5 separate regions of the Mus musculus genome follow, and regions 1, 2, 3 and 4 are each linked to region 5. A link is a contact called in public promoter capture Hi-C data. All regions are on one chromosome and are shown on one strand. Each heading gives the region's core, a stretch centred on a gene start, on an enhancer-like site or on the middle of the called end of the contact. The rest is flanking DNA. Distances are from core to core; before and after follow the strand shown. Region 1 holds the start of Tfg (Trk-fused gene). Region 2 holds the start of Pcnp (PEST proteolytic signal containing nuclear protein). Region 3 holds the start of Zbtb11os1 (zinc finger and BTB domain containing 11, opposite strand 1). Region 4 holds the start of Cep97 (centrosomal protein 97). Region 5 holds the start of Cldnd1 (claudin domain containing 1).

Region 1 (5,913 bases), core at 1,803-4,302, 2.0 Mb before region 5:
AATAATTGATCGATCGATCAGTCCAGGCTACCAGACTCTAAAAAAGGACATTGATCTGTGGTACAGTGCTTGCTTAGTATGCATAAGGCTTTGGGTTCCATAAATACTTGGTACCACGTTAAAAAAATGTATTTTTTTAAATGGTAAAAGTAGCTATTTGATACTGGCTTGCTACAGAATTTTCCCCTCATGGGTTTTTCTTATTATTATCTCATTTCAGGTTATTCAATATGATTGTCCTATGAATTTATAATCCTAATTCTGAACCTTAAGACTTTTAGTAATTCAAATTACTACTATAAAAGTGCATATTTAGGATCAAGTAATGGGTTAATATTTGTTTTTCTGCAAGGCCAAGTAATTCCTTAACATGCTTATCTATAGACACAGAATGTTCCTACTCTTTTTACCTGTTCCAAGTAAATGACCAAGAGCACCATTTAAGCTGTCCTGAACCTCCCACAGGCTACTCTGCTTTCATTCCTGAACTTTCACTATTGCCAGCTTTCTGTCTCCTTCCCTAAAACTTACTGAACCTCCATTTTCACCCCCGCCCCTTTAATGTGGAAAATCCCTCACCAAATCACCAAACTATTCATCTTGAATTGTTTTTCATGAGTCCTAGCTTATATCATGAATATTAAATATAAACCTCCCAGTAGTCCTCACATAAACGCTCTATCTAGTCTTTGCGTCTAACTATCCCTCAAATGAAAACAGCCCTTCACTACAAGGTCAAAGCAGAAGAACAAAGTGGAACAATGTTCCACAATCTGGATGCCACAGTTATCTTAATGTAAAGAGCACTGTTGGGTTTTGTTTGATCAGTCTCACAGGTGACTTCTAATGGCTGTGATGACGTGACACCTCTATAGAACCAACTCTTACATTGTTGGCCCAATTTGTTCTCCACCTTTAGAAAACATTTACATAACATCTACTCTACCCCAGGCTCTAAAACATATTAAGTTTAGAAAGATAGTAACTATCTCATACTTTCATTGATAGTCTGACAGGAATGAAGATCTTACAATAAATCTGCATTTACTGCCTTCTATCTATAGGCCATATAAGTCAGCAATATAGACTAAGGACCGGTGCTTAGAAAGCTGAACACTCTCAGTTCCTGAACCATAGAACCATCTCACAGTACCTTCTTTACCTGGCCAGAAGGGGCACCTCATATCAAGATACACTCCCAAGTAAGACCAAGTTCCAGCACAAATGTACTTGGTAATTAATATGCCCTCTGATGGAACTGGGAAGCACTCAGCTCCAGTGGACCTAAAAGCTAACATTACATATCCTTAACATCTACCATGGGTGGCCCAGTTTCATTTCTAGTTTCCTCCCTGCAGTCTTAGCTAAAAGTTGTCCATTTGTGTAGCAATGTCAGGCACCACCGTTATTTCCTGTCCCAAGAGAAAACCTCGTCCACACAGCTGTCAACTCTGGTCCTGCCTTTCTCTAAGCAGGTAGAGATTAACATGAATGAGTTCCTAGAACTACTGTTAAGATCACTATGCATTTTCTGATGCATCTCGTTGCTGTCTTACTACTTCCTAAGTCCAGAAGTGACTCAACCTGGAACTTAACCTTCATCCAAGAAATTCCTGGTAACTGGGATACACTGATGTGTCCAAGGACATAGCCCCTGCACTAGGATACCTCAGCCTCAGGCACCTGTTGCTTAACCTGAGAAGAGGCCCTCTTTCAGAAGCTTCTAAAACGCCCACCCTCTAAACAAGTTTCTTTTTCCCTTCTTTCTTTTCTTGTCCCCGCCTCCCCAAGACAGGATTTCTCTGGGTAGCCTTGGCTGTTCTGTAGACCAGGCTGGCCCCGAACTCAGAAATCCACCTGCCTCTGACTCCTGAGTGCACCACCACCAACTGGCTCCTTTTTCTTCTCTATTTTTTCTTTCTCTCTTTTCTTTTCTTTCTTTAAAGAACCTTGATTATTCTAAAACTGTAAGTGGGTCTCAAAATCTGTATGACACGCAGTGTATATGGCAAGAATGTAACCATTTTCACTGGTAGCTATGTGAGCTCAAGTTCTTCTCTGCGGCGTACTTTCTGCACATGCGAAGGGAGCCTAACAAGCTACTTTGGTAGAATCTTTGAGATTACCTATCTACAATTCTCCCTACCGTGCCCAGAGACGGCAACTTAACAAAAGTTGGCAACTGTAATCAGTAAAACTGGGTAGGGCCCCAAGAGGACACTAAGCACGGGAGTGTACGACCGAATGGGGCTCCTTTCTGTGTCCTCAATCTACCGATTAACTCCAGGTCTACGCTCCAACGTCCAAGCCACTCCCGGGGATCAGGCACAAACGCTTTGGGCTTTCTCAAGCCCCCTTTCTATGTCTTCCATGATTCACCCTCCACCTTCCAAGTTGCTCTAGAGGGTGAAGCACCGAGCAAACGCCCCAGGCTTCTTCGATCCCTGGTTCTCGACCTCCGTAAGAGGTACCCCCAGGCTCCCCTCTACTCTCTGGGGCCGGAGGGAACAGGACTTGGGGTATCAGCGGGGCCAAACGCCCTCCAGGTCAGGCCGGGCCGGGCGCCCTCTCCTCCCCCTCCCTCCCTCCCTCCCAGCCGCCCCTCCCCCATGCCGGGCCGCTCGTCCGCCTCACCCGGGCCCTGCGCCCTCCCTCCCAGCCCCTTCCCACGGTCCCCAGCCCCACCCTCCCACCCGGCGCTGGGAGGTTCCAGAAGCCCTGCGGCCCTCCCGGTTCCCCCGACCTCCTCCTTGAGTCGCCACGCGCGCCTCACTCCGGCGGACATACCCCGCTTGCCGAGGCCGTCCACCTCAGCTGACCCGGCCGCTGCGGGCTCACTCGGTGTCGCAGAGGAGGCTTCCAAACCCCGTCCGCTCCGCCGCCGTCCGCCGAGCCTCGCCGAGCTGCAGGCTGCGCAGAGCTGGCCAATCGCACGCACCCGACGAGCCTAGCGACAGCCACGGTCCCGTACGTGGCAGGTGGGAAGCGCAGGGGCGGGAGCGAAGGGGAGAAAAAAAAAAACTGCCCTGGCGCCCCGCCTCCAGGCGCACAAGCCAGTCAGGACGCATGCGCAGTGGGTGAGGGGCGGGGCGGGCGAAGACCCCGCTGCGTCGGGTGAGCGGCCCGGCTTCCTCACTGGATGACCGAGTGTAGGAAGTGCGAGCCGAGGCGGACACGCATGCGCAGGGAATTACCAGCACTTCCGGTTTTCCGGGCAGCCAGTCTTTCCTAAGTCTGGCTGCTGGGTGGGCGGGGCGTAGTCTGCAGGGCTGGGTTTGCTACGAGAGCCTGGGGGAAGTGGGGCATCTGTCCAGAAAGGTTTGGGTCTTGTTGCTTTGTGGCTGTCGTGACTACGCGCTAGTCTGTCACATCTCGGAAAAAACGAACCCCTTTTCCGCCTTCTTTCTACACGTTCATTCATTCATTCATTCAGGATTGAGTGCCTACGCTTTGCCGAAAGAGTGCTAGGATGAGTCAGTTCCCCAGCTAAGCTCTACCCAAACATTTAGGAAGATCCGAGTTTAGAGGGCACACCCACCGGTGCAAAAGACAAACTTGGATAGTAAAAACCGAGGCTTCAAGAAGGCTTTTATAGGATAGAGATTTGACCATACCCTACACTCGCCTAAATTCAGTTTTCTTTTTGCTTTGGATGTGTTTAAATGGATGGAACTTGAGAATTATCATCCTGAGTGAGGTGACTCAGTCACAAAGGAGCAAACACGGCTTGGACTCACCCTTGAAAAGACTGCTTACACATTGGTCCCTGACTAGTGTCTGAGCAACTAGAATTCAACAATGCTTCCACTGTTCTTTATTAAGAGCCATCCCTTGTGTCTAAAGTGTTTGAATAAATGTATTTTACGCTGAACACATTTCAATCTGCTTGCAATCTGGGTGCCAGGAATCTTAGTACACAGCAACCAGTGGGTCCCGTAATCTCCTTTAACAAGAAGAAGAAGAAAAATAAATAAATAAAGCAAAGTGGAGTGGTATAATCTAACACTACAATCTAAGTCTTACAAGTAACTTCTGGCAGACTATTCACATGGTTTAGGGACTTGTTGCTGGAAGAAATTAAGTGTGTCCAGGAAGAAAGCTTAGATGTGTGCTCTGGTCTCATACAGACTTCTTTCTTTATAATTTGTTCTTTTGCTATGTTCCTTTATGTTCTTTTCTATAATACCGTATGTCCTAGACATGGATACAGTTCCCTATAGTATCTGTGCAAAAACCATACAATGCCTATAGATGTAATTTGAGCATACTTTTTATTAAAAAAATCTACATCTAGAAACACAGAGATCTCATTACCAGAATAATCTGGAAAGAAGAGGTTGTAGATTTTGTAGCAGTGCTCAGAAAGGACTTTAGTACTGTTGCTTGTCTGCTTTCAGGACAATATATTCATTCACTACTTAACTGGGGTACTATTTTGTTAATAATTTCAGCTTACCTTCATAGTCACAAATTTTAGTGGTGGCCTGAAATTCAGAGTTTTCCTTGTCTTGCTTATTCCTTTATAATGTCTTGTGATCTTATCTCAAATCACATGACTTGTAACTGTCATCTAAACTCCCAGTCTAGAACACATCCCTTCTCTATTGCTGTCTAGTGAGTACCGGGTGGTTGGGGGTAGGGGGTTTCATCTTCATTTATTATCACCAAGGTCCAGAAAGTCTCAGTTATAATATTATGGTTTCATGGCAAACAAAGTCCAAAGTCCAACAAATTGTAAGATCATACCTCTGCATGTAGCAAAGTTCCACTGGGGAAACTATACAGATAGATAGGAACTGTACCAAACTATACAGATAGGAACTGTACCAGAGGCCCCTGGGAACAGCTTGTAAGAGATAAGCATTGGATCATGTCACTCTGCCCTACTTGCCTCTACTGCACACACACACACACACACACACACACACACACACACACACACAAACACTCCACATCTTCAGTTAAGAGCTGGTACTCAGAAACATGACCAATGGGCCAAAACTGAATTATAACTATTTACACCCTTTGGAATAATCAGAACCTTAAAAGTTAGCACTAAACTGCTAAGTATTGCTGTTGCCACTGTAAAATGACTCAGCCTCCTTAGAAAACAGCTCAGCTCTTACTGATTTTTTATTAGGTATTTTCTTCATTTACATTTCCAATGCTATCCCAAAAGTCCCCCATACCCCCGCCCAACTCCCCTACCCACCCACTCCCACTTCTTGCCCCTGGCGTTCCCCTGTACTGGGGCATATAAAGTTTGCAAGACCAATGGGCCTCTCTTTCCAATGGTGGCTAACTTGGCCATCTTCTGATACATATGCAGCTAGCTATTATTGATTTAATAAAGTGTTTAAAAATACAGGTTTAAAATAAATTACAATTACTCTGTGACCCAGTGACTCTAAGCAGTATTTTAAGAGAAAATAAAATGTTAGCCAAGAACATGTCCAAAAGTAAGTTTGATTCCTAATAGTCAAAACCAGATAAAATGTTTTCTTTTTACATAAAGGAACAAGCCCAAATTTTCTTCAGTAGATGAGAATTTCAGGGGACTTCAATGTGATTATTATTATTAATATTATTAGCAGGACTACATAAGTATGTAATGGTAAGTAAAATTATAATACAATCTCATTAACTGTTAAAGTTAAGACAAGGACTCTAGGGAATATAGAAAAGTAGACAATGGTTTAAAATTAAACCATTATGGATTTTGCTGTTATAAACATATTTGTGAAGATGACTATTCACTAGCTGTAATAAAGGATAAAGTACAAATTACATATCTCAGGTATACAATATGATATTGAGAACTATCACGATCATGCTAACATAGCCATCTCCTCACGGCTATACATGTGCAAAATCATGTAATGTGTCCTCAGCACTGTTGCGAATACAGTACAC
Region 2 (5,842 bases), core at 577-3,076, 2.7 Mb before region 5:
ATCTAAGTTTCTACTTAAGTTAAAGAGCTACACAGGGGATCGTCTCCCTACTAAAATAGAGCACGGTCGTGAGGCCCAACCCTAGCATAAATGGGGCCTTGGGTTCAACCTCCAGGATCAATAACGAGGTTGAATGAGTAGGGAAACTACTCGTATTTCCAACACCGTGGGCTGTCTCACAGAAGAAAGGTTGCCAAGTCTAGACAAAGTTTTCCAAGAGAGCTGAACACTTGCCTGAAGCTTATCAATTCAATCCTACCTATGGGCGAAATGTTTCAGTTAAGAAACTCTGCATGACCCCTGTATGTCTGATATTAAAGTGAGCTTTACGAAATCAGGCAAATTATGAAGAAAAGGGCTGCTATTTTAAGTTACCAACATAAAATAATCAATGTAACCCCAACACTGTTAAGATGGAAATATTATTCACAGGACAGAATGTCCCTCAACTGAAAGGGTGGCAAGTACACTGCATACATACACACGAATTTCTTTAGACGTTTAAGGTACATTTTAGCAGTACCTTAAAACGATGTTCTCAGTCAAGGCAAAAGGACCTTAAGTTCAAGGCCACCCCAAGATACTTTAGGCTATAGTTTTTCCTCAAACTACTTTTAACATATAGAAGGTCTAAAGTAAGAACTAAAATCATTAGCTATTTTACTAGTTTATTTTTAAAAAAAAACAAAATGAGGAAGAGACCTGAGAAAGTGGCCGTGGCTTGTAATTCCAGTACTCAGGAAGCCAGAGCTAAATGAGCTCCTAGCTCAAACCGGGGGTGGGGTGGGGGCGGGGGTGTTCGGCAATTAACAAACTTGGTAGACCCTACTTTTGGCCTTTATGCGATACTGAACCTATATGTTCTCACATTTAAGTATTTCAAGGATAAGCCCGAAGAAAGCCAGAACAGTGAAAGGCTAAAACATTCTAAGCATGTGCTAATTATCCTTCCGACAAAAGGGCGTAGGGGAAAAGAGACTACGCATTTCTTTTCCTTTATGTACACCATCAAAAATTACGGGGGTAGGAGGAACGAAAAGATAGCTATAATCTGAGTTTAATTTCGCGACAAATTACAGGAAGATCACACCTTCCTACCACGCCAACGAAATATCTGACATAGACTCCGCTGCTGGCAGCCTAAGAAAGATACCGGAAAGAAAGCGAATCAAACCCTAATTTCAAGCGTTTGCTGCTTGAGCCAGATTCCCCTCTCCCCTGCATCGCCTCGACTTATGCCATCGCAGGGTTTATAAATGTTATGTCTGAAAATACAGCAGAGAGTGGGCTGGGGTCTTCCACCTCCGCAGCGAAAAAGAGAGCATCAACCCTCGTTACGTGTAACCGAGAGGCCGGCGACCTCGGAAAGCCGGCATGCGGCCAGTGCCCGCGGCGGCTCGGCGCTCGTGCGGCGGCCTGAGTGCGCAGCGGGCCCTGAGCTCTCTGCTGTTCGGACTCCCGGGCCAAGCTCCCACCTCCCTTCGCACCGCCCGGTGGTAACCGGCGGCCTCTCTGATTAGGCGACGCGGACCTCGATCTCCCCCGCGGGCCACACCGGGCGTGCCCGGCACTCATCAGGGCCCAGCCCCTGGCCGGGCGAGCGCCAGCTCCGCCGGCTCCTGCGATGCCGGAAAGCCCCCCAACCCGCCCTGGGAACCCCAAAGAAAGGCCGGAGTAGCCCCCGTAGCCCGCGACGCTGGGGTTGTGTTCACCTCCGGCGGCTCCGGCTCGCTGCGGCTTCTCTGGCTTCTCCTCTCCCGCCTTCCCGTCCGCCATCTTCCTCGCCGCGGCCTCCCCCTGCAGCCCGGGCAAGAACGTCACGGCCCCGCCCAGCAACCACAAAGCTTCGGGCGGGCCAGCGAGGCCGCAGCCTAGAGAGGACCTGGAACCCGAGACGGGGACGGATGTGACGTCGTTGGCTGGAACGAGGTGTGTGGTGACGGCTATGGAGGACTGGGCGGTGGGATGGCACGTCCGGGTTAGTACGGACTCACCGATCGTGGAACGGTGGGTTCAATCCTAGGTGCTTCCACGCTCAGCGGTGGTCGCGGCTGGTCCTTCATTTTACGGGATAGGGCTGTGTTCTTACAGAGAAACGTCAGCAGTTAACGGACGCTGTCTTAGTGTTGACACCGTCCAGTGCGGTCCGGTGTGCAATTATCGTTTCCATTTGTGCAATGACACCGAAAAGAGACTTATGGAAGATCACGTCGTAGAGCCTTACGGAAATTGGGGCGGAAGAAATTTCCGCGGCTTTTGCATTCGTGAAAAATTCAGCGTGAGAGTTGTAGCAAGCAAGCAAACATTAAAAGCAGAAATAGGTATACGTGGAGGTCAAGGGCGCTTCCTGCTGTTTCAGAGGACAGTTCAATTCCCAGTTGGGTGGTCTACAGTTAACTGATAACTCCAGTTCCAGAAATCCGACTACTAAGAGTTCACACTCACTTGCATATATTCAAACACCTGTTTAAAAAAAAATACATAAAAAACAAACAAAATCCCCGGCTACACTCCGAAGGGCAGGAGCTGTCTTTCTTACGGAGAAGGGTAGTTTGCTCTACTGCAGTTTGGAGATGTCGGCTTTGTATCTACCCTATTCCACTCATCCCTTCTCTAATAACGTTTAAAATACGCCCCAGCCCAGCTTCAACGTTCGGAATTGCTTTGAATTAGAAGTTATTCACTTCTTGGTGTTTTTCAAGGAGTTTTCTTTACTCCTATAAAACTGTCTGGAGTAAAACTGTCTGCTGGTTAAATCGCCCTATTCTTTCAAGGTAAAAGTATCCGACAGAGTTTTATCATAAAAGCTAGTGCCAGTCTTGTCTCTTAACCTTCATGGACACAATGAACAGCACAAGAGTTGTCTTGTAGCGTTCCCTGCCTCTGTGCTAGCACCAGCACTTGTCTTATACTCAACAGTAAAATACAGGACTCGTCTCTTCCAGATTGGAAACACCTGTTAAGTCCTGCCTCTCCTAGAAACCTTTAGTAGATTCATTTAGTGTCAATGAAATCCATGCATCAAGTATGCTACAGCCTCATCTGTTTCTTACTTCTTTTTCTCTATACTCATTCCTCTGCCCAAATTTGGTCAATTCCTAGCCTGTAATATACACCCAGTATTAGAGAATATAGTTCATTCTGTCCTCCAAGCAACATTGAGTGTTGCTGTCCACAGACCTGCTTTTACTTCTCCATAAAATATCAGTGGACTGTTGGTTGTACCTCAGTTGGCCAAGTGATTGCCTAACGTGCAAAACCCATGGTGGGTTTCATCTCCAACACTGCATAATGAAGTGGTGGCACATATGTCTAATTCCAGTACTTGGGAAGTGGAGATAGGATCAGCCTGGGGTATGGGAGACCCTGTATCCAAATAAATGCTAGTACCCCTTCAACAGGTGATCATGGGATAAAGGTATCATCCTTAGCTACACAGCCATTTCAGTACCTGCCTGAGCTCCATGAGGGCCTACCCCCAAACTAAAACAACAGAACAGAGAAACATGGATGTTGGTAACAGTGGCTATACTGAATCATCCGGTTATCTCAAGATCAGAGTTTGGATCCCTAGTATTCACATAAAGCTGGGGTGCCAGTCATCCTAGTGCCAGAGAGGGAGAGGCTGAGACAGGAGGTCCCCTGGGGTTTGCTGGCCAGCCAGTCCAGCCAAGTCGGCCACCTCCAGGTTGTATCAAAAGTTAAAGTGGCACCAGGGATGGTGGCCATGCCTTTAATCTCACTCAGGTGGATCTTAAAGGCAGCTTAGTCTACATAGTGAAAACACAACTCAAGATAACTAAGACAGTCCAACGACACATGTGTGCATACCCACATGTACACACACATCAGCATATAGGCACAAAAAATTAAAACTAAAAAGCAGCCACATTTCATAGCACCTTGTATTGGTGGTTACCTACACGAAAGCTGTTCGGTATCTGTGAATGAATAACTCAGGCTTCAAGTAGAGATGGGGAGCACTTACCCATTCAGTTCACTGTTTAGCACATAATTATATGTAAGTGACCAGGAAACTGTCGTATAGTAGTATTTAACTCCTGCTTGGTTCACCATGTCTCCTATATGGCTTTAGAGGATAGTATTTACGATTCTCACATTTCTTGTGCCATTAATACCAGCACTTGGGAGGCAGAGGTATGTGGGTGTCAGTGAGCTCAAAGCCAAAGATATACCACAGACCCTTTCTCGGGGAGGGGATATTATGTATCACTCTAGATTGCTGTTTCCTCATGTAAACTTGGCGGCCTCCAATGTGCTGTTAAGCTGAGACCTCGATTCCCAGCAAAGACCCCAAAACCCAAACCATGTGGCTGGGAACAGAAACATGGCTGGGCCATCAGAAACCAGGTTCAGTTCCCATAAACCATGTTGGACATCTTACAACTTACTTGTAACTATAGCAAGGGATATGATGTTTCCTTCTGGTCTCATGGGTACTCACATACACAATACATTCACACAAGCAAGTACACATTAAAGTAAATAAAAACAGGGCCGGAGAGATGGCTCAGCAGTTAAGAACACTAACCGCTCTTCCAGAGTTCAATTCTCAGCAACCATATGGTGACTCACAACCATCTGTAATAGATATCCAATGCCGCCTTGTGGTGTGTCTGAAGACAGTGTCAGTATACACACATACATGAAATAAATAAATCTTTAAAAGGAAAGTAAAAAATAGTAAAAATATAGCTGTCTTAGGAGGGTTTTTATTACTGTGAGGTGACACCATGACCACAGCAACTCTTATAAAGGACAACATTTAATTAGGGCTGGCTGACAGTTCCAAAGTGTTAGCCTGTTACTGTCATGGCAGGAAGGATGTTGGCAGGTACAGTGCTGGGGAAGGGGCTGAGAGTTCTCCATCTGGATCCACAAATAGACTGACTGCCTGCCGCATTTGCATGGCCTGAGATCTGAAACTTCAAAGCCAACCTCCTAGAAGTGATGCACTTCCTCTAAGGGAAGGAAGCCATAACTATTCCAACAAGGCCATACCTAACAGTGCCAATCCCCAAGGACCTATCTGTGGGCATCACTTTATTCAAACAACAATAACTTCTAAGACGTATTTAAAAACCATGTGGCTGAAGAAACAGTATTTCCTAGAAATGCTATCCATACAATAAGTACTATGTATTAACCAGGTATTAATGTCAGCTTTTGTATTCATGTGTGTATATGCCTGCATGAGCTGTGTTTACCACATTTCATACAGGTGCCCTTAGAGTCCAGAGTGTGTCAGACCCACCAGAACTAGAGTTACAGGGGTTGCAAGCCACCCAAAGTGGTGCTGGGAACTGAATTTAAGTTCTCTACAAGAGTCCACTGAGACATCATTCTGGTCCAGACACATTTTCTGTCCTAAAAAATTGCTTTTATTTACTCCAAACTCAATTTTCATAGTATTAGGATTTCCCCTAACATGCTAGGGAAAACCAGTTTTTGGACAATCAAGATTATGTAATGCAATATACCTTAACTTAGTGCCTGGAACACAACCAATGTTATATACAGGCTTTAATTTCATAATTAGAGCTTCAAATTTTAAAAGCTTTAATCTATTTCCTCATGAAAGAACAGTTTCTAACATGGATAAATAAAGAGTATGTATAATGGAGCCAGTCATGGTGATTCAGGCCTGTACTCCCATCATTTGGGAAGTGGAAGTGGAGAATTAGGGTTGAACCTGGCATAGGCTACTGGAGACGTGCCTTCCCTCCCCCAAAACAAAACTCACAAAACAACCCAAATCAACCCTCAAACCAAAATGGACAATAAAGTCTGATATTCAAAGAATCGATTAAAAATAAATAAT
Region 3 (5,773 bases), core at 2,440-4,939, 2.8 Mb before region 5:
AATACGGTAGGAGCAGAGCTGATTCCCACAGTTGTCTATGATCTACAAGTGCTGTGGTGCCTTGCCCCAAATCAAAATACATCATTCTTAAATGACTGTGCAAAGTAGAGTGAGCCCCTAGTCCCAGCACTTGAAGAGTGGAGACAGGATCAAATCTAGCCTAGATGTCCTTCAGAAACCCCAAACAGGATCCCACGTTGTATCTAACTGTCCAATCTGTAACAATATTATATGGTGGAAGTGAACTTTAAAAATGAGTTACTTTGACATTTATTAACACAGTTAAATTAAGACAGTGGAAGGTATGTAAAGACTTAACAGTAAGGGCAAGGTGACAGTCGCATTGAATAAGTGATGTGACTTTTTTTTTTTTTTTTTTGCAGGCCCCCACAAAGGCAGCACCTAAACAAAAGATTGTGAAGCCTGTGAAGGTCTCTGCCCCCAGAGTTGGTGGGAAACGCTAGTGTGGTAGAGCAGAGTTGGAAATAAAGCTCTATCTTTAACTCTAGGTGGTGCTGATTGATTTTTTTTTCCTCATCAAAAGCATGAATTCTTACTTGGGGCGGGGCATTTTAGCCACAGACTGCATGCTTTCCTTGACTTGAGTTCCTAGGTCCAACCTCCAGCTAAAAATGTTAATTTCTCATTTGTGTGGTGGCACACACACTTAATCTAGCACTCAGGAGGCAGATCTTGAGTTCCAGGACATCTCAGCTACAATGCCTCCTAATATGTCAGTTGAAGAGATGGCAAACAAAGTGATATGGTTGTGAGCCATGTTTGGAATAGGAGACATGAAAAGAGTTGAAGGCCCGCCTTGGTTCCCTGTAACTGCTTAACTCATCACGTAGTACATCACCATTAGCAGTTAGTTTAGAACTATTCAATCTGTTCCCCCATGAAGACCTCAGTGAAGACCACTGCTGTCTCATGGTTTAAGACTCAAGGCCTGGAGCCTCAAGATGGTCTTGCCACCTGTCAGTATCTTATATAGGAGCGCACCTACACATGCTGCTGGACATTTTCCTGTTGAAACTAGATTTCACTGTCACTGTGGCCTAAAATCCTCAAGAAATTAACCAGCCTCGACCTTCTGGGTAATGAGATTAAAAGCATGGTGCCACTGCACCACCACCCCCCCCCCCCCCCTTTTTAAGGAAAGGATAAGAGACATTCTGGCCTATTCTGGCCTTAAACTCTGTATCTTTCTATTAGAGTGCTTTGATTACAGTTGTAATATTGCTTAGATATTGTTTTCTGGGCTAAGAGTTATACAGCCATATAACATTTTGAGTTTTCTTTCAAGTGGGATTGAGTATTCTAGGGTCTGCTCGTAAACTGGAGACCTCAGAAGTGCATGGTCATCTTGGCTGTATGATGAAATCAGGTTAAGAGCACCACTGACTGCTCTAACAGAAGTCCTTAGTTCCAAATTCCCAGCAACCACATGGTGGCTCACAACCATCTGTTTTGGGAGCCCTCTTCTGGTGTCTGAAGACCGTGACCATGCACTCACATGTAGAAAATAAAATATTAAAAGTATCTGAGGTATGAGGGTATGACTAGCCTAGTAACAAGATCTTTTTCCCAAACAACCATTAGCTTGTGTAAAAAAATTAGTACATGGAATGTAGGCCTTTGCAAGGACACAAGTTTAAAGTTTAGCTTTTCTTAGGAAAGTCTGATTAAAGGGAAAAAAAAAAACCAAAAGACCAGTAACAGTTCCTGGGTTTTCTCTCTCTCTCTTTTTTTTTTTTTTGTTTGTTTGGGTTTTTCGAGACAGGGTTTCTCCGTATATTAGAGCTCACTGTCCTGGAACTCACTTTGTAGACCAGGCTGGCTCGGGACTCAGAAATCCACCTGCCTCTGCCTCCCAGTGCGCCACCACGCCTGGCTGTAACAGTTCCTGTTACCTGCAAATGCTTAGATGGATCTTAATTGTATTGGCAACATTCTTTTTATGTGTATTCTCAAGATTTGATTCAAATATCCCGTTAGCGGTTTTTTTTTTTAAAGTACAAAGGTCATGAAGCCACACCCTGTACAAACCTGTATCTGAATCTCTTGGGAGAAAGATGCTCTCCATTTTTACCCTTCATTTCCTTCATAGACGATGGAAACACTCTAACCACTGTCTGGTTTCTTGAGCCCACTGCCACCTGCTTGCTCCTTACCTGTGGTACCACAAACGTTTAAAAGCGTCATAGATAATGTGTGTGTCTTCTAGGCAGAAATAAAGAAAAATAGCTTCTTTAACTAAAGTCATTGGGTTGGGAAGCCTGGAACCTTCTAGCTTCAAGGAATAAGCACAAAGCGTCCGGGCATTACAAGGAAACGGGATTGAGAGTTACTTCTGCATGTTATTTAATCATCTAAGCAATCTGGACCTGCATAGTCGTCACCATGGTGATGTTTCTAGAAAATTACTTAGGTAGTTTGGAGAAAATTCGTAACACTGAAGCACTTAATGCTCGGTAATACTGCGACAGTATTTGGCCCAGAGGCTCAGACAGTGGCAATCAATTGCTACAGTTTCAAACTCGGCGGTATCTGGTATATCTAGTCTCAGAGTATACAGAACAACTGACTCAGTTACCGTTTACGGGGAGGGTCTCAGGGAAACAAACAGCGAACCGCTCAAACACGTGGCTTTACAGAGAGCGTGGGAAAGGAAAGGGAGGGCGGTGGGGGAGGGCCCTGCCAAGACTTAAGATGTCTGCTGAGGACCCCCGTATCTGCCCGAGAGAGCGCGTTCCCTCTTCCAACATGTCCTCCGCAGTGTTGACGTCACACCGCCGGCTCCCTGGGAGCGCAGAGCCGTAGCGCGCTCCAATCGGGGTGGCGGCCCCGCCCCGCTCCCGCGCGTCACTTCCGGTGGTGCAGCAGCCATTTTGTCAGTCGCCAGCGGATCCCGCGCGCTGCCGAAGTGCAGTTCCCCCTGGTTACCAGGTGGTCGGTTCTTCCCCTCCGCGCTGCCGGCGGGCGGGCAGGCGGGCGCCCTCGGAGAGAGAGAGCGCCCACCACAGGCGTCGCCTTCGCTCCTCCCCGGGTCGCCGCGGCCCCTCTCCCGAGCCGCGGCGCTGTCTGCCTCTCCTTACCACTGACAGGCGCCCCCGAGGGCGCTGCCGGCGGCTATGTCAAGCGAGGAGAGCTACCGGGCCATCCTGCGCTACCTGACGAACGAACGCGAGCCCTATGCGCCGGGCACCGAGGGCAATGTCAAGCGGAAGATCCGCAAGGCCGCCGCCTGCTACGTCGTGCGCGGCGGGACCCTCTACTACCAGCGGCGGCAGCGGCACCGCAAGACCTTCGCCGAGCTGGAGGTGGTGTTGCAGCCGGAGCGTCGCCAGGGCCTCATCGAGGCGGCCCATTTGGGCCCCGGGGGCACCCACCACACCCGGCACCAGACCTGGCACGACCTGTCCAAGACCTACTGGTGGCGAGGTGAGTGCGCCGGGCCCCGGGGGCCGAGGGGGGCGGCTCGGCCCGGCCTGCGTGCGCACCCGCGAGCCCTCAAGTCTGGGGACCGGGCCGTATCCTTAGCCCGGAGGCGTGCGTGCGTCCGTTCGGCTGCGCGGCAACCGCGGGACCCAGCCGAGCCAAGCGGAGCAGAGCGGGCTGGGGACGCGAAAGCAGCCGCACTTCCCCTACAGGAAGGAGGCCCGGGAGGCTGGGGGCGGACCCTCGCCCGGGGTGGGGCTTCGGGGGCTTCCCTCGGGGCCGGGCCAGGCGGTGGAGGGCGTGGTGCGGCCTATCTGGGCCCGCCCCCGAGGCCCTTAGGGGATGGTGGGAGACCCAGAGGCAGAGGCAGACCTACCCTCTCCCTCTCCCTTCTGCCGTAGAAAAAGCTGTCCCAAACCCTGGCTGCCGTCTCCCAGTGAGTGCCGCTCGGATTTGGCCATTGGACTAGGTCCAAATGTCTGTTTCTGCAACTGCGACACAGAAACAAGGAATAATGTGGTTATTAGGACTAATGATGGCGCAGTCGCTGTGAGTCCCGGTTTTAGGGCATTAGGCAGCCTTCCAGACTGCCAGATCCTTTTTCTCGGGAGATGGGACAAGACCGACATACCATAAGAGGTTTTATTTTATTAGGAGGAATGATGACACTTGTGTCGTATGTTTTTTCTTGTTTTGAGTGTGGCACTCCTCCCACCTCAGCCTCTCACGTGTTGATATTACAGCCCTGACTCACCAATCACGGTGACAGGGATCCTGTTTCCTAACGCTTTAACGTTCTTTTTACTTTGTGAAAATAGCCTCGGGAACTGTGTTACGCAGTGTGTGTTGAGAAAAGATCAGGCAACAGGTTTATTGACGGATTGTTTCTCGATTTGAGGCAAGATCTCACTAAATTACTCAGGCCGGCCTTGAGTTAAGGATCTGAGTGCCTCACTAGCTGGGATTACAGACCTGTACCATCAAATCATTGATTATTTGGGAGCAGAATATAATGACCCTAGCACTGTTTGATCCCTTGGAGAGTAGATGAGAGCAGAAAAGCTTGACCTTTTTCTTTTTAATTTTTTTAAAAATGTATGTGTGTGAATGTTTTCCCTGGCGGTGTGTGTGCCCGCACCAGCTGCCCACGAAGGTCAGGGAAGGGCATTGGATTCAGAACTGGAGTTAGGTTACAGATGTTTCTGACACCAGGTAGGTGCTCAGAATTGAACGCTGGTCATTTGAAAGAGCAAAAGTACTGTTTACTACTGAGCTGTCAAGCCAGTCCCTCTAATCTTTCTAGTAAGTTTTTAAAATTCTATTTTATGTGCTGTGTGTATGTGTATGTACATGCAGGCTAGGGCTGGCAGCCTTATTTGTTGAGTCATCTCATTTGTTCTAGATGCTAGTTTTTGTTAGGTTTACCAACTTTGTCATCAAGCCTATTTTAGGAACTCTTTGGTAGTCCTTTTGTTCCTTAGAGAAATCTTTAGTGGTTAACAGGTTTATCTTATTCTCATACAGTTTTTCTTTATATTTCAAAATTTGTGTGTATGGGTGTTTTGCTTGTATGTAAATGTGTGCCTGGAGCCTACAGAGGTCAAATGGAATTCCTAGAACTGGAGTTATGAATGGTTGTGAGCTACCATGTGGGTGCGTGGAAACAAAAACCTTGGTCCTCTGAAAGAGCAACAAGTGCTCTAAACTGTAATCCATCTTCCCTGGCAGTTAATATGACCTCCTAACACTTGTTTGATATTTGTAAAGAATGCCTGAATAAGCTGGGTGTGTGGTAGTATATGCTTTTAATCCTAGCGCTTAGGAGGCAGAAGCAGGCAGAGCTCTGAGTTTAAGGCCAGCCTGTTCTACAGAATGTTTCCAGTACAGCCAAAGCTAACCATGTCTCAAAAAAAAACCAAACCAAACCAAATTAAGTGAAATGAAAAAAACCACCACCACCACCAACACCAACAACAACAACAAAAAAAACCCTGAATTAAGCCAGGCCTATACCAGTACTCCAGAGGCAGAGGCCATAGGATCACTGCAAAGTTGAGGCCAGCCTGGTCTCTCCCTCCCCACCTCCCAAATCTGAACTAAATTTCCAAGAAATGTTAACTGTGAGGAATAAAACTAGAATCATGGCTGCATATTGTTCATATTGAGAGGCAGAGGCAACCTGTTCTATCAAGTGAGACCTTTGTCTAAATGTAAAAAACAGAGTATCAGTGTCTCACTTTACTAATTTCATGTTCTGTTTGCCTCTCTGCTGCATGATTCTTTTATTCCCACCTCTGCCCAGGGTAGGAATATGTTAATATAACCTTTCTAT
Region 4 (5,525 bases), core at 612-3,111, 2.8 Mb before region 5:
TGGCAAAGGCATCTCCTTGAGTTCAAGGCCAGATTAGTTTTCTGAACCAGTTCCAGGACAGCCAGGGCTACACAGAGAAATCCTGTCTTGAAAAACAATGGGCTGGAGAGATGGCTCAGCCGTTAAGAGCACTGGCTGCTCGTCCAGGTTCTGAGTTCAATTCCCAGCAACCACTTGGTGGTTCACAACCATCTGTAATGAGGATCTGATGCCCTCTTCTGGTGTGTCTGAAGACAGTGACAGTGTACTCACATACATAAAGTAAATAAATCTTAAAAAAAAAAAAGGCTGGAGAGATGGCTCAGAGTGGTTAAGAGCACTGACTGCTCTTCTAGGGGTCCTGAGTTCAATTCCCAGCAACCACATGGTGGCTAACAACCATCTGATGACCTCTTATGGTGTGTCTGAAGGCAGCTACAGTGTACTCATATAAATAAATAAATCTTTTTTAAAAACTATAAAGTTGTTTTTTTTAAAAAAAAAAAAAAAAAGTGGATGAGCCACGTGCACAGCACAGCTCACACCTTTAATCCCAGCACTGGAGAGGCAAAAGCAAGAGGATTTCTTTGAGTTTTTGATCAGTCACAGCTACATAATGAGACCATGGCTTTGAAAAGAAAAAAGAAAAAGAGTGAGAATATAATATAAACATTGTTCTACATAAAAACATGAGATAATGGGAGAAAGGCATCCAAAATATCATCTGGCTCTTTGGGGGCGGGGAGAATGGCTCTGTAAGTGCTTATTGCTGCTGTTCTCGGTGAGCTAGGAAGGTTGAGAAAAGAAGCTATCAGAGTGGGCGGGGCCTGAGTAACTGCCAATTTCAATTTTTCGATCAGACTGGAGCTACCTTGGGATGTAATTTTTCGGTTCTGCGCTCCTAGAGGGTTTCAATGCTTTTCGGTTTTCTTATCACGTGAGGCGTCGTGAGCCCCTTCTTCGAGATGAAAACTAGACTGTCCTGGAAAAGCGCACCTAGCGTCCGCACACAATTCCTAAGTGTCGACACATGTTTTAGCCGAACTCCTTCCCGTAGGAACTCAAGGGTCTCCGGGTTATGAGCCTCAACTCTACCTACCCTGCTCTGCCCCAATCGGGCCAGCTGCTACCACGCCTCAGAGTGTAACCAAAACAAAAGCTCTGAGGTCGGCGCCCCACGGAGGCATCTCCCAAGCACAGGCGCACCCCCCAACCTGGGCTCTGCCAAACAAAGACCAAACTCGACCCCGGGACCCGGCCTGCAGAATGATCGGGGAGCAACGCGTGTCTGGGTCATTCTCAGATTCTACCACGGCTACTGGTCACTTCCAAAGAAGAGTTCAAGCAGACTGTGATGCGGTTTCAGATGAGATGCTTCCTGAACGTTCTCGGACGAGAAGGAGAGGCACGGGAAATAAAAAGGCTGCACTAATTTCCTGTGGGCACTCGGAACTCAAAGTAAACGTCCCAGAAAGGTCACCGCAGTCCGAAGCCCACTGCCCCCAGTCAGGCTAAGGAGAGCGCGGGACAGGGGCGCCGGGCACCGCGAAGGCTCCTGGGGACTGAAGTCCCTCATTCAGCCTTCACAGTAATGTTGCGGGACTGGACCAGACAGCGGGACTACAACTCCCAGTAGGAAGTGCGCCTCCGTGTTGCTTACAGCCCCTCATCAAAAGAACTGGTCCAAAACTGCACCTCTAAACCCAGGCTTTCTCTTTACACCAAGCAACTGTTTAATATGACATACTGAAGTAAACTTTGGAATTTAGGGGTAGGGATCATCGTACCTTCTCCCGGAGCCAGAGCCCCGTCGACTCGCGCCACCGCCATACTTGCCGCTTGCTAATGACACCAGGCAACCGTCTTCTGCCGTTCTGTAGAGCATGTAGTCAGCAGTGGGGCGCTGCAAACTACAACTCCCAGGATGCACAGCACTCACTCGACCCAATTGGCTCCCTGATGGGACTTGCTGGCTACAATGTGGGAGGTAAAGCTTAGAAGACCCGGGTTGACACCTAAAGTTGATCTGGTGAGCAAGCTGTATTGTTAGATAAACCATTTCACTCCAGGGCCAGGTGTTTGAGAAATTCGACACTTTTACCACCTGGCACATTATAAAGACGTTGTTTAAAACTGAATTTGAGAACTCATTGCCAGAAGTCTCTATGGCAGCTACCCATTTTGACAATTCTGAATTAAGTTTAAAAGGTTTTAGCTTCTCTATAGGAATGACAGTGAAATATTTTGACATAGTCAAATGGATACGTTATATTTGCAATTTACCCAATCTTACCTAATTAAATAGATTTAAAGCCTCAGAAACTGATATTTTTGTTTTAAATGGTGGTTCTTACACATTGAACAGTTTGGTCAAGGAGTATATTTGATACATATGTACCCAGAACTTTTTCCAGAGTATTCAAAAAAGTTTAAAATAGTTTCCAGAGTCAGGAATACTTACTTTACCTGGTTGGGAGGGCACAGGCTGATCTTTTTTTGATTTAACTATGAACTCGGTAATCGGGAACTAGAAATTACAATCTTTGGACAAAACTTGACAGGGGAAGTAAAATTAAGCTAGGGTTTACAAGGTAACTCAATCGTACAAAGGGGGCTCCACTTTCTTTCATCAACTGCTCAACGTACTAAAAGCTACTCTTGGTGTTCGAGAAATTCAACACTTTTACCACCTGGCACATTATAAGGACATTGTTTAAAACAAACTGATGTTGAGAACTCATTGCTAGAAGTCTCTATGGCCGCTACCCATTCTGACAAGTCTGAATTAATTTTAAAGGGTTTTAGCTTCTCTATAGAATGACTCGCTATAAGGCTCTCTCTGAAGTCTGAGGATTCCTGTTCAGGAAAATTCAGTAACTTGGTGCTTCTAGCTTTTCAGGCTCAAAATTCTAAGAGCATTTCCTCTTTCCTGGTTCCCTTTGGCATCACTGCCCTTAAAGACCTTTCTGTTTCCCATTGCTTTAGTCTAAAGATACTTTTCTATTTCTGAAGAAACAATAAGAATTCCCCCCTTCATTTTAACCAGTAGACACCTTACTTGGAGAACAGTCTTACAACTTTATATGTCTGAAAACAAAGCAAGCCTGTCGTGGTGGCCCAAATTTTAATCCCATCAGTTGGGAGGAAGACTATATATTGTTAGATATTGGAAGAGGCAAGCAGGAGGATGTCTGTGAGTTCAAGGCCACCTTGGTCTACATAGTGAGTTTAATCATAGCCTGAGCTATGCAACAGAGAGATTCTGTCTAAAAACAAAACAAGTACACATGTACACACACACATCAGACACACACACACACACACACATCAGACACACCGGAAGAGGGCATCAGATCCCATTACAGATGGTTGTGAGCCACCATGTGGTTGCTGGGAAATGAACTCAGGACCTCTGGAAGAGCAGCCAGTGCATAAATTAAAACAATTGGAGAGGATGAAGAGACAGCTTAGCCAGTAGGGGAGTTTGCTGCCAAGACTGATGATCTGAGTTCAAGTCCCATAACCCACACAGTAGAAGATGATCACCCACTCCTGAAAATTGTGAATTGTGTTCTGAGTTCCACATGTGTGCTACCTCATTCATGGAGAGAGAGAGAGAGAGAGAGAGAGAGAGAGAGAGAGAGAGAGAGAATATGTAACTTAGAAAAAGGAAGGGCCAGGAGAGAAGTATGCCAAGTCCAGCCTTGGCCACATAGAGGCACCTTGTCTCAGAAACAAAAACAAACAAACAAAAAAAAAAAACCAAATAACAACATCAGCAAACAAGAATAACCCAGAGAACCCCTCCACAGGGTGATCACATACTGGGGATGACCATGCAGTTGTGTCCGGCTTTTCATCACTGAAGAGTGTTGTCGTTCACAAAGTTCACACGAGAAGCACTCTTGTCTTGTTCACTGTTTTTGGTTTTGGGTTTCTGAAACTGTTAGGGATCAAACTAGGCTCTCTTCATCTGAGGCAAGCACTTAACCACTGAGATACATCCCCAACTCAAAGAAAAAAAATTGTTTTAAACTTTTCTGTATTTTAAGGTTTTTTGTTTGTTTGTTTTTACAGAAGCTTTGCATTTTATGAGGTCTTATTTGTCAATTTTTTAATTAATTTTTTTCTTGGATATTTTCTTTATTTCAAATGTTTTCCCCTTTCCAGGTCTCCCCTTCAGAAACCCCCTATCCCATCTCCTGCTTTTTAGGCTTTTTTGAGACAGGGTTTCTCTGTGTAGCCCTGACTGTCCTGGAACTCACTCTGCAGGCCATGCTGGCATCAAACTCAGAAATCTGCCTGCCTCTGCCTCCCAAGTGCTGGGATTAAAGGTGTGCGCCACCACTGCCCAGCCAAAGGAGGTTTTTCTTCAGAGGAAGAGGAAGGGGCTGGTGAGATGCTCAGATGTTAAAAGCTCTTGTTTTGCTGAGGAACAAGTCCCCGCACCCACACTTCAGTTCCAGGGGATCAGATGTCCTTTTCTGATGTCTACAGGGAACCATGAAAATGCAAAATGCACATATATACATGCCGGCCAAACATTTACACACATAAAATAAAAACAAATATTTATACAAAACTGTTAATGTTTTTAATGAGGAGAATTGTGTCAGATAGTTTGAGTTACAAGAAACAAAAAAGAAAAGAAAGGAAAAAGGACAAGATGCTAAAGAGATGTTTTAATGGTTTAAGAGCACTGGCTGCTCTTCCAGAGGACCAGAGTTCAGCTCCTAGCACCCACATGACAGCTAACAACCATCTGTAACTCCAGTCCCAAAAGATCCAACACCTTCTTGTGGCCTCCATAGGAACTACAAGCATATAGGGCACAGACAGAACACTGATACACATAAAATAAGAATAATAAAATCACACGTGCACACACACACACACACACGAAATGATTTAAGTGTGCTTACAACTTTACATCAGGCTGCATTCACAGCTCTATGACAGCACTTGTGGCTCACTGAACACAGGCAGGCCCCCAACAGTCCTGCTCTTACTTCCTTAATCTCCAATTACTTTTCCCAACACTGCAGCCCCATAAGTGACGCCATGCACCTTCCTCAAGGAAGCAGACCCAACAAGAGGGACGAAGTGGTACATCCTATGATCACTGCACATGAGAGGCAGAAGTAAGCAAAAATCTCTGTCCCAGCCTGGTCTACATAGTAAGTAGCAGAATAGCCAGGGCTACATAGTGAGACTTTGTGTCAAAAAGAAAACAGAAAAGAGAGAAGGGGGGGGGGGAGAAAGTAGACTCAAGGCTTGTTCTCCAGGCTTTACACAGATACACACATGGATGCCTAGTGAGTAAGCGCTTACTGTTTTCACACAAGTCATCGTCTCAGAGGTAGGTCTACTGTATGGCGCCTAGACTGGCCTGGTTAAGTGACATTCAGTATAGCTAAGGGAAGGTAAGGGAATATTTGGTTAGCCTTTGTTTCACCGGATTGTTTGTTTGTTTGTTTGTTTGTTTGTTTGTTTTCCTGTGTTGGTGGTGATCACACCAAGTCCTTAACATCATGGGCAAGCAATTT
Region 5 (5,964 bases), core at 1,755-4,254:
AGAAAGACCCATAGTCTTTTAAAATAAAGTACAATTTTAACTCAAATTTCTCATCTCCAAATGGTTATTTATTATATTATCATTCACAAGCAATAGGAATCAAACAACTATAATTTATTTCACTTTGAGACACTTAATAGGATTTTATAAATAACAGGGACAAACTAGCCCAGAACTTAGCCCCTGACCTAAGCACAGGTGACTCCATTAAGGCCACGCAGACCATAGAACTCGGCATGTACACAGTATCACCTGGAAACAAACACGTAGCCCATCAAAGTCTATAGTTCTGGGAAAGTCTCTACCTTGCTTTCTTCTTAGCTTATGTAGTTCTTCTTCTGGCTACTTATTTTTGTTAACTGAAGTATGCCAATCTAGAATATGGTTTTTGTGCTGAAAAGCTTACCCTGAGAAAGGCTCAGATATACACTGGTATCCTGAACACCCAGGGTAGTCAGCAGCCTGCTAATAAAGTCTTTTTATTGGTTTAAACCCATGTCTGAGCAGTCTTTTCTGGTGAATGCCCCACAGTTATTTTAAGATGCAATTTGTAAATTTTTTTAAGATGCAATTTTTTATTTGCTTTTTTTTTTCTGAATCAAGGTTAGCCATTGTTCTATAGTAGACAGATACAAAGCAATTTTGATCACAATTTTAGCCTTTGGCTAGAACTCAGAAACTATTTCTATTTTCCTTTCTGATCACCAAAGTTTATAAGAAAAATAGAACAAATATTTAAGATGAATATGCAAGGTTGCTATATTTTGATTAACACAAGTTAACAGTGAACATTTTAAATAAGAATTGTATTTAAGAATATTAGGGAACCTGAGAGGGAAGGTAATTATTGTGGAAAGAGCATTATCTAACCATATAGATTTTTCTGTTACTGGGCTCATTTATAGTGCACCATAACTACAACACTTTCCTTCTGAACACTAGAAACATCAGCTTTAGAAAATTTAGCCAGAAGCCTAGTTCAACACTGTTTGAAGCCTATATCCCATAATCTGTGATAGTTGCTAAGTTACTTGGTTCATTAATAATACATATGAGACTAGCAGCCCAGCAAAAAGTAGGAGTAAACATTTAACTCTAAAAATTGATTACAGATGATTGCTACCCACAGAACATAGCATAAATAAAAATTGGAAAACACCAAAGATACAGAGATAACTCAGAAATGTGAATGTGTGGTCTGTGGGACTGTGTTTGAGAAGGAAGTTGAGGTCTTCTGTTCTGTGGCTTTCAGGGTGGCCAAAACCCCAAGGACACACTTCCATGTTGACCCTAAGCTTGTGAGTGAACAGGGTTCTGAGCGTTTTCTGGGTGTTCTGTGCTGTTGGAAGGTGAAGGCATCATTGTCCTTTGTAGAGTGACTCCAGAACCTCGTACCTCCTGTGTCATGACGACTAAGTGTACTGTGAGCCCAGGACTTAGAACTTCCAGAGCACACGACTAAACAAACACATTGAAATGCCCTCCTGGCAAGTCTAGCAGCTGGGTAGTTAGCAGACAGGTCCGGAAGCCAGCTGAGGTGTGCAAGAACACTTACCACTATTTATGACAGGCTTCTCCTCTTCATCTGGGACAATCGGGAGTTGTAAAAAGCTACTTCTACTGATCTTATTCAAACACTGGACATTCAATTGTAAATAATGCTTTAATGATTCCTTAACAATCCTCAGGTCCTCTGCCTGACATTTTTTACATTTTCTTATCTATAGATTCTATTTTCAAAAGTCCATATATTGAAAACCAAAGGCAATCTTATCTTAAAGATTATGAAGTAAATTGTCCAGTGTCTTAAGATTGGTTTACTAACCTCAGTGTTGATGTTTGCCAAGTTAGTTCATCTTCATGGGCTTCAGTTTCTCTGTCTACAAACTTAGGCTGTTTCTTTTCTTCTTAAAAAATGTCTCTTTACCAGAATTGGTTGCACAAGTTACTTCAGGAAGTAGACGTCTCATGAAGGCCGGTGGATGAAGACATCTGCTGCATAAGTGCATTCACAAGTCTTACTGTGGATTCACTATTCGACTCTACACACTCATCGAGCTTTCAAGATGACACCTGAGGCAAATTACGTTTTCATTTGATGCTATCCGTGAAAATCTAGTCATGCCTTGTGGATACTGGGCTCTGCCAGAAGTCCTTTTCCAGACACAGCCTGTGATGGTGAACCGGAACCACAAGCTAAAGGCAAACGATTTCTAACTTAAAAAAAAAAAAAAAAATCTTCTCTACCTGTTTAGAAATTCCTGTGAAGTATTTGAGGGCTTAGAATCATTCCATTGCTTCCATGTCACACAGCCATCTGTCTCCGAGGCTACCCACAACTTTTTCTGTTGAAAATGATCTCTAAATTCCATTTCATATTACATTCACACTTTAAAGTAACATTTTTGAAATCTAGTATCCTTCGGATTTACAAGTTGGGTTTTTTTTTTTGTTTTGTTTTTTTGTTTTGTTTTTTACAACTGAAACAAACAGGGAACTTGATTACAGTAGAGAGCAAATAACAGATTTCTTCAAACAAGAATAACGTAATTATATCAGGTTATAATGCTAGTTTAGTTAGATCCTTAGTTACATTTAAACAAAACAGAAGAACACGTTGTTCAAATGGGAGGGACGATGTAGGAAATGGGAGGGGGGTTGATATTTGAAGAGTAGAGTTCCATTAAAGTTCATCAACTCCGTAGTACTGATTTTTAGAGGTAGGGTGTTATCGTAGGGAAAACAGAAGACTCGACGTTAGATCTCGGCTAAATCAAAGCCTTTGACTATGGTTGACCAAAGATCCTCCCCCATCACTTTCTGGAGCTTGGTCCCTCCTTTTTTGAGGTGTAACAATCCCGCAGTTAAGACTTCAGCTTTCCTCACTGATCTTCAGAGTTCTTTCTTCGGAGAGAACTACATTCCCCACAATTCCTCGCGCGTCGTCAGGCATGCTCTCCTCTGGCTCTAGCCCCTTCTCCTCCAGTATTCCTACAAGTCCCACAAGGCCCCTCGGCCCAGGGCCGCTTTGGCCCGGCCTGGGGTGGAGGTGGAGGCGGAGGCGCGGGAGTTATGGAGGGGGCGGGCTCTGCAGGGAAGTACGTCAGAGGAGGCGCGGGGAGAGTAGGGTGCTGTGGTCGGAGCTGGAGGGCGAAGCCGGTGGAGTGAGAGGATGGGCGGTGAGTTCGCGGGGTCGCGGGCCGGCTCGGCTCGCGACCTGGGGAAAGGGCTCCTTGCTGGCGCGGCCAGGCCCGGGGGCTGGAGCGGCAGGCGGGGCGGGGAGGGGCGGGGCTCCGGGCCAAGGGGCCGGGGCTGGCTGGGTTCGGGTACCCAGGGCGCTCGCCCAGCCCTGCCGGTCTCCGCCCGCCCATGCCAGGCCCTGCTGTGCGGCCCAGGGTGACTGCGCTAGGCGCAGCTTCCAGAACCCGGCCTTTAAGGTCATCCGAGAGCACCAGGATGGACGAGAATTTTGAGAATCAGAATACAAATCGCACTTGCTGGGCTATTGATGACTGTAGTCGCCCCGGTCTTTTCCCCAGTCACTCCCCATTTTCCAAACTCCGCTCCCCAGTTTGTAAGCCTGTTTTCACGGGTGCTTGAGACGAGGGGTTTGGTGCTGTCACGGTGTGCATACATTTGGCAGGGTTTGACTCAGCGTGATCTTGCCTTGAGTCATTTTACCGCGGCCATTTACTACCGCCGTGGAGCCCTGTCCACGCCTAGGGAGTGTTCAGATTTTGCCTAAGTCACTTTTCTGTTTGCGAGTAGGGATTATTTAGTTTTTATGGATCTGTGCTATATTTTAGGATATACGGAGCAGTATTACAGTTTGGGAGGTTGAGAAGTGTGTAATGGAATGGGGGGCGGGGAGAGTAAGGAGTGAAGAATCCGGTTGTGTCAAGAGGCTTGGCTTAGCTTTAATTGAATTGAAGGAGATTGATAACTAACATGGTGTTTTTGCTCTCTTTGCTATGACATACATTTAAACTTTCCCCTCGGGTTAACACCTTCAACTCTGATTTCCAACTTACACCTCACTTCTGCCCTTATTTATAATTGTAAGCCTCCCCACTAAAAAAGCTGGGGGGTCTTCGTTTCCTATTCTGCTGTCTTTTTTCTCACACAAGCCTGAAAACACATAGCATGTTTATAGCTTGTGTAAAAATCCACTCTGCATTTAAGGTGTGCACGCTGCACTGCTGACCATGGGCATGTCTGTTGTTTGTACCTGTAATGTGTATGTCCTTTTCAGTGTTGTCTGTTTTAGTATGCAGGTGATAGACTAGAGAACAAGACTTCTGTCTCCGTAGCATCTTGGGTATGTGAGCATTCAATAAGTACTTTTCATGAGAATGCCTTTTGTTTTAAACTTAACATTTGTTGCCCTTTTGTTTGTAAATTTTTTACATCGATAAATGCATTGCGTTATGGAAAGAAGGGATGGGGAGTAGGGTAAAGGGGCTTTTTTTTTCTTTTTAGCATATTCTGATTTGCTCTTGAGGTCTGACTTTTCTTTCTTTAACTTAAAACAGAGCAGTCTGAATGCCAGAATGGATAACCGTTTTGCTACTGCGTTTGTGATTGCTTGTGTGCTTAGTCTGATTTCCACCATCTACATGGCGGCCTCCATAGGCACGGACTTCTGGTATGAGTATCGAAGTCCCATTCAAGAGAATTCAAGTGACTCGAATAAAATCGCCTGGGAAGATTTCCTCGGTGACGAGGCGGATGAGAAGACTTACAACGATGTTCTGTTCCGATACAACGGCAGCTTGGGGCTGTGGAGACGGTGCATCACCATACCCAAAAACACTCACTGGTATGCGCCACCGGAAAGGACAGGTACGTCCTTTACGTCCTAATAATGATGGCCCAGTGACGTGCAAGCTTGTCTGTGCTTCCTTCCCCTAAGAAAGTCTTCTGCATCTGTTTTATTCCTATCATTGTCTTGCCTCAACTTCCGTGCAATCCCATTGTCCCCGATGATACCACGGCACCTCATATTGTGATCAACACTTGAATCCTCATACTTATTTGCCAATTAAATTGTTTTTTATTCATGCCACATGTCACGAGGAATTCGCTTGAACAGTTGAAATATTTGACAGTTTGTGGTATTCAAAATCAAGTCAGAATGTGAGTTGCAGAATCAAGTCAAACTGTGAGTTGATTGCCCTCTTACAGTTAGCTATGTTAGCCAGGCGGCAGTGGCACAAGCCTTTAATCCCAGCACTCCGAGGGCAGAGACAGGTGAATCTCTCTGAATTGAGGCCAGCCTGGTCTACCGAGCAAGATCCAGGACAGTCAGGGCTATGCAGAGAAGCTCTGACTCTCTCATAAAGCAAACAAAACCAAAAATGATTACCTATTTTATAGTAGGTTTCCATCATTTGCCTTGTATTTTAGAGAATGTAATTTGACCAACTCTGCCTTTAAATCTGTACATATTTGAGACTTGTACAACTATAACGAGTTAATAACCTAAACAAAATTACAGAAGAATCTAAGTTGTCTCTCAGAATTATTCTTCAAAAATTCTATCAACACAAAGACTTTAATTTTTCAAGTATTAAATTAGAAAGTTTACAGTTTATTTTTGTTTATATTTACTTCTTTTGGCCTTTCACTGAGTAAGCACTGTATTCAAATCATAGCAGAACACGCTTAAGTTTCCATCTATTAAAAGGAATACCAGATCTGAAAAGTAGGTTTACATTCAAAGAAAGGGAACACAGCTGCAGTGTATTGTAAAACCTCCGGTTCATAAGCAGAGACATCCTGGCAGGTGTGAGCGGGACACATCCGAAGAGGAGAGCTGACCTTGTCACTGGCTCATATCTAAACCCATGGGCATAGTGCAAGGCTATCAGCTTGGGATTGCTTAGGAGCTGGTTGTAATTCAGATGTGAGATCACTAGAATCAGAGCAGCATAGTAACCCTGGGTAGTAGCTAGATCTTGAGTC

Evidence for each region. Promoter capture Hi-C pulls out the DNA fragments that hold promoters and counts their contacts. Capture Hi-C pulls out chosen DNA fragments and counts their contacts.
Region 1: a contact with region 5 is called in a promoter capture Hi-C map of liver, with 8 times the contacts expected there. The contact joins the promoter of Tfg here to the promoter of Cldnd1 in region 5. A contact is called at or near these places in 9 of 39 promoter capture datasets (the 3T3-L1 cell line, the C10 cell line, cranial neural crest and 4 more), 4 of 484 Hi-C or Micro-C datasets (CD4 T cells, liver, olfactory sensory neurons and 1 more), 2 of 115 datasets of contacts at active chromatin or transcription factors (astrocytes and cardiomyocytes) and 2 of 9 other capture datasets (adipose tissue and liver).
Region 2: a contact with region 5 is called in a promoter capture Hi-C map of liver, with 3 times the contacts expected there. The contact joins the promoter of Pcnp here to the promoter of Cldnd1 in region 5. A contact is called at or near these places in 1 of 39 promoter capture datasets (pre-B cells), 1 of 484 Hi-C or Micro-C datasets (B cells), 1 of 115 datasets of contacts at active chromatin or transcription factors (astrocytes) and 1 of 9 other capture datasets (liver).
Region 3: a contact with region 5 is called in a promoter capture Hi-C map of liver, with 4 times the contacts expected there. The contact joins the promoter of Zbtb11os1 here to the promoter of Cldnd1 in region 5. A contact is called at or near these places in 2 of 39 promoter capture datasets (liver and pre-B cells) and 1 of 115 datasets of contacts at active chromatin or transcription factors (astrocytes).
Region 4: a promoter capture Hi-C map of pre-B cells shows a contact between it and region 5, with 6 times the contacts expected there. The contact joins the promoter of Cep97 here to the promoter of Cldnd1 in region 5. A contact is called at or near these places in 1 of 39 promoter capture datasets (pre-B cells), 1 of 484 Hi-C or Micro-C datasets (B cells), 1 of 115 datasets of contacts at active chromatin or transcription factors (astrocytes) and 1 of 9 other capture datasets (adipose tissue).

What each region holds. Positions count from the first base shown.
Region 1 is chr16:56,714,398-56,720,310 of GRCm38.p6, forward strand. It overlaps Tfg (Trk-fused gene), which reads right to left and starts at 3,053. Exons shown (of 8, transcript NM_019678.3): 1 at 2,788-3,053.
Region 2 is chr16:56,027,891-56,033,732 of GRCm38.p6, forward strand. Pcnp (PEST proteolytic signal containing nuclear protein) reads right to left here and starts at 1,827. Exons shown (of 5, transcript NM_001024622.2): 1 at 1,713-1,827. The coding sequence starts at 1,776. Trmt10c (tRNA methyltransferase 10C, mitochondrial RNase P subunit) reads right to left here. Exons shown (of 2, transcript NM_029092.4): 2 at 5,830-5,842.
Region 3 is chr16:55,970,928-55,976,700 of GRCm38.p6, forward strand. It overlaps Zbtb11os1 (zinc finger and BTB domain containing 11, opposite strand 1), which reads right to left and starts at 3,690. Exons shown (of 1, transcript NR_027965.1): 1 at 2,341-3,690. It overlaps Zbtb11 (zinc finger and BTB domain containing 11), which reads left to right and starts at 2,877. Exons shown (of 11, transcript NM_173026.2): 1 at 2,877-3,444. The coding sequence starts at 3,135. It overlaps Rpl24 (ribosomal protein L24), which reads left to right. Exons shown (of 6, transcript NM_024218.4): 6 at 384-510. The coding sequence ends at 464.
Region 4 is chr16:55,932,987-55,938,511 of GRCm38.p6, forward strand. It overlaps Cep97 (centrosomal protein 97), which reads right to left and starts at 1,862. Exons shown (of 11, transcript NM_028815.4): 1 at 1,767-1,862. The coding sequence starts at 1,809.
Region 5 is chr16:58,724,906-58,730,869 of GRCm38.p6, forward strand. Cldnd1 (claudin domain containing 1) reads left to right here and starts at 3,005. Exons shown (of 6, transcript NM_171826.3): 1 at 3,005-3,179; 2 at 4,268-4,318; 3 at 4,533-4,842. The coding sequence starts at 4,551.